Linked DNA regions of Pan troglodytes: region 2 is linked to region 1. Evidence: chromatin contacts called from public Hi-C data. All regions are on one chromosome and are shown on one strand. The core of a region is the stretch at or near the end of the contact, and the rest is flanking DNA. Distances in the headings are between cores, read along the strand shown.

The links. Hi-C and Micro-C count contacts between places; a contact is called where the count stands out from the background.
Region 2: a contact with region 1 is called in a Hi-C map of stem cell-derived neural progenitor cells, with 5 times the contacts expected there. The contact joins the promoter of CHN2 here to the enhancer-like site in region 1. A contact is called at or near these places in 1 of 7 Hi-C or Micro-C datasets (stem cell-derived neural progenitor cells) and 1 of 1 datasets of contacts at active chromatin or transcription factors (stem cell-derived excitatory neurons).

The regions. Positions count from the first base shown.
Region 1 is chr6:34,722,796-34,726,772 of NHGRI_mPanTro3-v2.0_pri, reverse strand. No RefSeq gene overlaps it. Among named protein-coding and RNA genes, the nearest start is that of TRIL, 33 kb to the left of the region's middle. Within about 2 kb of position 2,097, at least 6 of the 24 cell types and tissues checked have an H3K27ac peak or open chromatin away from gene starts, as enhancers often do. A contact at or near this core is called in stem cell-derived neural progenitor cells, where this site is marked.
Region 2 is chr6:34,993,772-34,997,771 of NHGRI_mPanTro3-v2.0_pri, reverse strand. It overlaps CHN2 (chimerin 2), which reads right to left and starts at 1,311. Exons shown (of 14, transcript XM_016957223.4): 1 at 559-1,311. The coding sequence starts at 607. It also overlaps a transcript of CPVL not described here.

The DNA.
Region 1 (3,977 bases), core at 848-3,347:
CAGTCTACTGGTAGAAGAATTAAAAACCCAGCTAGTATTTTCTAGGTACTTTGAATTGAGTGTCCCTTGAGGCATCAAATATTCTCGGAGGGCAAATGATAAGCCACACAACACCATTGCAGGATATGGGGAAGCGGATTGCAAGTCACAGAGAAGGTTAATAACAGGGTCAGATCAGTACCGTGGTTATTGATTGAAGCAACTCAATGTAGGCCAAAAGGAGTGAGCTGTGGTGTTGACTGGCAGGTTCTGGTCCTGTTTCCGTACTGTGCACCATTGACTCTGTGCTCAAGTTGCCTTCTTAGTAAAATTACAGGACTGGGCCAGATGTGGCTCCTGCACTATGGATGTTCTCAGATGCAAAAGAAGCTCTCTTCCTCAAGCCCCCTACCTGTAGATGAATGACCTTGGAATCCTGGCATTGTAAGTTTAGCTTCAGCCATCCCATCAGTTGTTATTCTGGTGCATTTAGGTTGGATTTTTAGGTGTTGGGGGAAATAATATGAATCTCATCACCATCGTTTTCATTTATTTATATCTTATTTAGTACTACTATGTGCCAGGCACTGTTCCAAGTACTTTTCCAATATTAATTAATTTAATCTGTACAATGATGGGTACTGTTATCACACCCATTTTAGAGGGGGGACAACTGAGGTTCAAGGAGGTTAAATAACTCGCTCAAGATCAGCTGTCTAGGGAGGGACAAAACAGGATTCAGTTTCAGGCAGGCTGGGTCTTGAATTTGTGATCACCACCCTGTACTGTCTCTGGACAGAATAATTGAATAATAATAAGACAAAGATGAAGTATGCAGTAATGACCCATTAAAATAAGATTTTTAAAAAAAAATTAAATGTGATAAGACAAGGACAGATGTGGCACATGCCTTTGGGCTAAGTCCTTTAGAAGGGAAACAAAGAATGAATCATGTACTATGGGAGAAAGAGAAGACAATGCCTACGCCCTTATGGGCCTACCAGGCTTTCTACCTATGAGCTCATTTGCTCCTTACAAGACCCCAGGAGGTAGGTGTCATTATCATCACCATTTTACAGAGGAGGCTGAAAGACTTGTTTAAGATCACACAACTAGTAAGTGGAGGAAGCCAGGTCCCTGACTAAAGTGCCCAGAGGCTCCCTTAAGGGTGGGCTGGGGAATCCACATCAGAAGGCTCTGCGAGTCCGGGTCCTAGTGGGCAGATGCCTTGCAGTAAATGGGTCTCTGGGCTGCAGTAATCTGAAAGACCAGCTTACCTGCGGCAACACATTTCAATCACATGGAGCAGGTCTACTTAGGGGAAAGATGCACAATGCATAGGAGATGCCTGTCAACACTGAGAAGAGCTGAAGTGCTGAGGACTGAACCACACCCTCACTGGATGGAAATGCATCTACAAGCTGTGCACTCATGTTTGACCCTGGTCAAACCTTGGCACTACGAACATCTGCAGGGGATGATTCTTTGTTATTAGAGGTTGTCCTATGCATTGTAAGATGTTGAGTGACATCCCTGGCCTCTACCCACTAGGTGCTAGTATCTGTGTAGTATCTATGTCCACCCCATCCCACAAGCTGTGACAAACACAAATCTCTCCAGACAAGGCCAAATGTTCCTTGGGAGGCAAACTCCCCCCCTCCCCCCCCGGCCCCTGGTTGAGAACCACTACTTTGATCTTATACTCTGGGCTTATGAACGGTGAAAGCTTCCAGAAACTACCCTGTTCTGATGTCGAGGAGTTCAATATTACCTAAAACTCCTCCCAACTCTCAGAAACTAAGAGAGAGAGAGAAAAAAAAAAGATGGGTTAGCTTCTGCAGTGCAGATACTTTGCCATTCAGTTAAGTGTGTATATTTGAGGGGGTGTATGGATATGGAGAACAGGGATTGGAAAGCCTACTCACCACACTTCTTCACAATACCTCTATTTCATTCTATCTATATGCTTATTATTTCAGCTCTTCTCATGTGCGATCAAATTCTTATTTTGCATCATATTGCCCTCTAGCGGTCACTTCTCTTTGTAGCACACGGAAGAGAGGCACCAATACAAATCGCTTTTTAAGAATGAAACCCAGGAGGGAACTGGCTGGGGGAAGTGGACGTGGTTCCACGAGCCGGGTAACTTCTGGCTTCGCGGATTGTGAGCGTCCGGTTTCTCCTCCGAGCCGCGCCTTTTTCCTTCCCAAGCCCCACCCTTCCTCCTGCGAGCCCTCACCTCCACGTTCCAGCACCCAGTGGCACTTTGCTTCTCCCGCCGGGATACCGGACCTCTTCTTTGCAGAGAGAATTCAAAGCTACTTCCATGTTAAACAGAAAGAGCATCCTGTGGGTAGAAATATCCGACGAGGAGCGTTTTCCGAATGCCCGGAAGGGAGTTGCTACGTGAAAAATAGACATGATGCGCTGAAAAAAATATAGATGATTTGTTGTTGCTCTTGGTTCTCAGCCGGACCTCAAAAACAACCCCAGGATTTTTTTCCTCCAAAGTGGAGCCAGCTACTTTGCAAGTGCTCCCCTTCTTTCTCCTTGCCCATCCCCAGACCATTTAGTTAACCTCAGTGGGACAGGAACCGTCCTACAAATGCATGTGTTTGTCATCTTAAGAGCTTTGGTAAGCCTACTTAAATTTCAGACAGCTAGAGACTGTCATAATGGCTTTCTTCTGTCGATAGGTGACATTGTGTAATTAGTAACCCTGTAAAGCCTTTGAGGATAGCTTTTTCTTTTAAAAATTGAAACCCAGAGAATTAAGACAAAGAAAGCTACTCTGTGGAGTTAAACGTCATCTTCAAGGAGGAAATTTTTAAAAGTACCTCTACATCTACACGTGGGCTTCAATTATATGTCTCCAAGGTACAGCACCCAGACGTCAAACCACTCAAGCCTGGATGGTGAATTTATGATAGAGGTTGACTTTTTTGTAAAATAAGTTTTCTGTTTCCACAAAATAAAATTGTATTTAGGGGTATACGCGCCAGAATTTCTTTTAGCAATTAATCAAAATGAATGACCAAAAAGTTTAATTCTAGACTAGAGCTATTAAATTACTTCCGAGCTATGAATGCAGTTTTGATTTTAGGCCATATCAATCCAGGACAACACAGAACAATGAGCCTGGAGGGTCAGATACTGTGAAGAGCAAATTTGCAGAAGGCTTTTGGGTCGGCAACAGTTGGGTTTCCTTAAGATTTATAGGCTTCATAGGATAAACACACACTTCTTTATTTCTGCTCTGTATGAACACTCAGCAGATGAAGTTCCACTAACCGCTTCCCCTGCCCCCATATTTAAAAAGCTTTCTCCTTCTCTTTTCTTTTCTATCTCTGTGAATGGCTTAAACAGCAGCCTGTGTTTTAGAACCATAAAGCGTGCATAAATGTTTCATAAAAAGAAATAGAAAAAATAGAAATCTCCAGTGTGAATATTTGTTTATAAGATTATTTAACCCCTTTTACTTTATCACCTTACTTGCTCTGACCCTGAGACCCTAGAATGACGTGGGCCTGAACCCTAATCCTCGGGTGATCAATACTACCTAAAAACAAAGGTGATGTCTATGGAGGGGCACAAAACAAGGTTTCCCATAGGAGGACTTGCCAGTCTGATGAGTATAACTAGTGAACCCAGATACTGTGGGTCCAGGAAGTTGGTGTGATGCCAAGCTCCCCACCCTCAGAGGGCTCTGGTGTTCCCCACTGAGGACTCGCATCCCATTTATAGCTCTGTAGATGTAAGCAGCCAAGATGATTTGGGGGGAACTTCTGTGTGACAAAGGAGACAAGAGGCTGTGGAAACCTTCCGTAACAAGTGGCTGAATTGTTGAAGGGATTTTCAAAACCCTCTAACTGGAGAAGCAGGATGAAGGCGAAAGAATACATGACTGATCATTGCTGGCTAACGTAATCAGGTGATTTGTGTTAACAATATGCCACAAAATCCCAGGAACAAAGTCTAGGTCCTGTCTTTAGCCATGT
Region 2 (4,000 bases), core at 62-2,561, 270 kb before region 1:
ACCCACTTCAATCAGGATCAGAAAGATACATCCCTTCATTGCTGCTGTCTAAAACCCATGCCCAAGCGAGTGTCTCCATAGAGCTAATTTCTGAAACAAACAAAGAAAATCAAGTCTGCGAGGAGCGAGGGTTTGCTCCCCTCTGCTCCGGATTTGGATGTCCAGGGTAGCGGGCGCGGCACGGCAAACAGGTCGGGGCGCTCTGCTTCACCCCAACCTTCTCCGCCCCGCCAGCCCCCGCTCCAGCTGCGCCAGAAAGTGCGAGCCTGCCCGCTCCTTTCGCTTTTCGCTCGCTGCACTCCAAGCCCCGGAACACCCGCGTCCGCACACTAAGGGCACCACCGCTCTCCCACCTCTGCGCTGTCAGATGTCAGGCGCGGAGGTGCTCTGGGCACCGAGGTGCTGGCGAACCAAACAAGTATCACCCCGGACGCCTGCCCCCACTCCGAGAGAGCGGGCGGGATGGCCACAGGTAGGCTCTGTCCATCCCAGGGTGCGGGGCGAGGGCAGTGGGGCGAGACCCGGCGCGGCAGCAGCGCCCGACGGGCTGAAACTCACCGGAGGACACCGACGAGCCGGACAGGCTAGAGTTGCTGGACGCTGCCATCTCCGCGCGCCCCTCGCGTCGCTGCTCGCTCAGCCCCGGTGCGGACGCCGCCGCCGCTGCCCTCGCCCGGCCGCTCGCAGCCTCCGCGGCCCCCAGCCCATGGCAAAGTCCTGGGGACGCGCAGAAAGCACCAGCCTCCGGACTCTGCCTGCACTTCCTGCTCCACCAGATGACGCGCTGCCGCCGCCGCTATTTATTTGTGGTTTCCGTCCCGCTCCGCGCCTTTGCACGCTTTTCTATGGGTGTCAGGGGGTAGGTGGGAGCAGAGGGAGGCCGAGGGGCAGCCGGGACGGGCGGATCTCGGCTCCCGCCGAGCCCCTCTGCCGTCCGCGCTCCCCTGTGCGCGGCTGGGACCAGGGCGTCCTGGCAGCTCCGAGCCGCCCCGCCAGCTCCCGCACCCTCTCCTGGGCTCCCGCCTCTCCCGCCGCACTTCGAGTAGACCGGGCAGAGGCGGCGGGAGACGGACAGACAGAGCGACCTCCCCCTTCTCCCTCCGCCCCAACTCCGCTCGCGCACACACAAAGGAAGAAGAGGAGACGCGGTCGCTCGGGGGGTGGTTCGGCTGCTGCGGGCTTGACAGCTCCCGCCACTGGGGCTGGAGGGGGAGGCTGCGGACTCTGGACAGGGGGAGGCGGGACGGGGGACCGGGTCCCCGGGGTGCTGGGGAGGCCGGGGCCGGGCGCGGGGCGAGCGCGGCTGCCGCGCGCAGCGCTGCTCCTAGGATTTGAAGGGGATGGGGAGGGAGGGTGTGGGGGAAGGTGGTGGGGCTCACCGCGCCCCGCCGGGCTCTCGAGCAGCGAGACAGTGGGGGTGGGGGATCCAGAGGGCGAAGGCGGGATCACTAGGGCCACGGTGCTAGGCAGAAGGGAACCTGGGATGACAGAGCCACTATGGAGCGCTCCTTCCACTCCTCTCCAAATTGTCCTTTGTTGCTCTGGAGCTGACGGTCCCTGCCCTGCAAGAAGGTGCGTTTCCTAAAACACCCGGGAAGCCAACCCAGCTACACTTAAGTAACCCAGCCACGGACAGTGCCCGACGCGTCCGTGGGCCTCTGAGGTTGGCCTTCAAAGAAATAGAGCCGTCCAAACGTGTCATCAGGCCCACACAAAGCCGGTGTCAAAGAGAAAGAGGTTCTCCGTGCCTTGCAAAAAAAGATTCTCGCAAAAGACTTAAGACTTGGCAGCAGGTCCGACTGTGCCCTTTCAGGATAGGAACTGCTCAGGTGTGTGAGAGAAAGAGACTCGAGCACAAGGTGTGTCCCTTCCCCCTGTATTTAAACCTAAATTAATTTCACTGGGAGGAAATACCATGCAGATTTTTTTTAAGTCTGTTTCACGCTCCCAGCGGGCTAATCGGTTCTTTCAATCCTAAAGCAACAGAAAACTGTGAAATTTGAAGAGAAATTGTTAGATCAAAGGAAAAAGCAAACATTAAAGGAATGAAAGTACTCTCATTATATAGCAAAAATGGAAAGTGTTCACATTGGGGTAGTTCAACTTTTTAAAACATGGTTAAAAGAACATAGTAAATTTAAAAATTATCAGGAGTGACACAGAACAGCAGCTAGGCCCTGGGGATCCACATCAACCAAGCACCTAACATACAGTGAATAATGAATGTTAAATAATCACAGTACGCACCCACGTCACATTTTCTAGTTGATTAGAACTTTAAAAAAAAAAAAAAATCCCTCCAGGATACTATCCCAGTGTGTCTTCTCATTAAGGTCCATTTTTAAAAAATACACCTTGCTAAACTGTTAAAGGAGTGTGAGCACTCTTCAGTCACGTGGGACTGCGTCTTCCTACCCCTCAACTGTATGGACCTTGAAACAGCCCTGGCTGGTCTAAGGAGACCCAAGCGCCCCCATTTTCCCAGCCCCCTACCACTACCCTTCATTTTGTGGACTGCACGAAATGATGCAGTTCCTAATCTGGAGCCTTCAGGGACATGTGACCCATCACACACTTGGCTTGTTGATCAGATCAGAAGGAACTTACTGTTTCCCCAGAGTTCTTCTGATAGAAAACAGCACTTACTTGTTTGACTAGTAATCTATGTAGCCCCACAGATCTTTAGATGGTGGACTATCTGACTTGGCTATGTCGCCCGGTAGAATTTTACCATCTGGGCTTCGAAGTCAACTTGGTTCAAACTCTGGTTCTGTCACTTAGCTGCGAACTTGAGCAAATTACTTAGACCTACTGAGCCTCAGTTTCTACACCTGCCACAAAAATCTGATAACACAGGATGCTGTGAAGATTAAATAAGATGCTATGTGGAAAGCTACAGTGTACCTGGCATGAAGTTTGTGTTCCAAAGTGATTGTAAGTTGCTCACTTTAAGGAAGGAATGTATAGTTTGAAAAATTTTTGCTTTCTTCATTGCATCTGGAGATAACTCATCAACTGTGACCTGTTCTACTAGGGGGAAATGTCTTATCTTCAATCTATGGCTTATATTTGTTGTCCCAAATTGTGCAATAGGGTAACAGGTTTCATTATTCATCTCTGAAATTTCACAAAAGGACAACAGATTCTGTTTCTGCAGTTTGGATACTCATATTTCCCTTCATAGAGTTTTAACTGGAGAAAGTAAAGCATGGCTCTGTGAGGCAGATTATTTTTATTGTCCTAAATTGACAGATGAAGGGACGGGGGTATTTGCTGTGAAGGCACCACTTGAAGGCCCTGTGCTGTACAGAAGTAGAAAAAAGCTAAGACTCATGTTTTCCTGGATCCTGGGGCCAGAAGAGGGATACAAGGCCAACAAACACGCTTGCTGAACAGAGATGTGCTGATGGGGGAGGCCCAGTCTGTCGGTGTGATATGAGCTATAACTTTGACACCCATTATTTTGAATAGCAAACAGAAAGCTCCAGGTTCAGAACTAAAATCTGAAAGTTGATTGATCATCTGGATTGATAAAGCCATAACCAATGGAGAAAACTCAACATGAATAATCATTCACTATCATCCTTCTTAGATTCAGGAGCCTGAAGGCTGGCTGCTCCTTGCAAAAATGTTTAGTATCAGTAAGTTATCAGGACATGCTGGAAAGAAAATGCTAACATCCCTCTTTGGTAGGCTCAGGGACCTGTTTGTGGACCTTCTAAAGTATTTCTCCAAATGAAACAATGAAAAAGTTATCATCTATTTTATTCATTTATGTGTTGCCTTAATTCTAGGTAATACCTATTTGCCAGTGGAAAGGAGAATATTGGCGCTACAGAAATCTTAAGTGTTTGGAAAGTAGAATTTTAGAAGACATTTCTGCCTTTTTTCTTCAAATATTAAAAGACTTATGGGATAAAAGGAGTCTTGTGGATAATGTGGGCTTCTTAAGAATAAAAATTATCATTTTGTTTTAACTTAGCTTTCACCTGGCATTCAA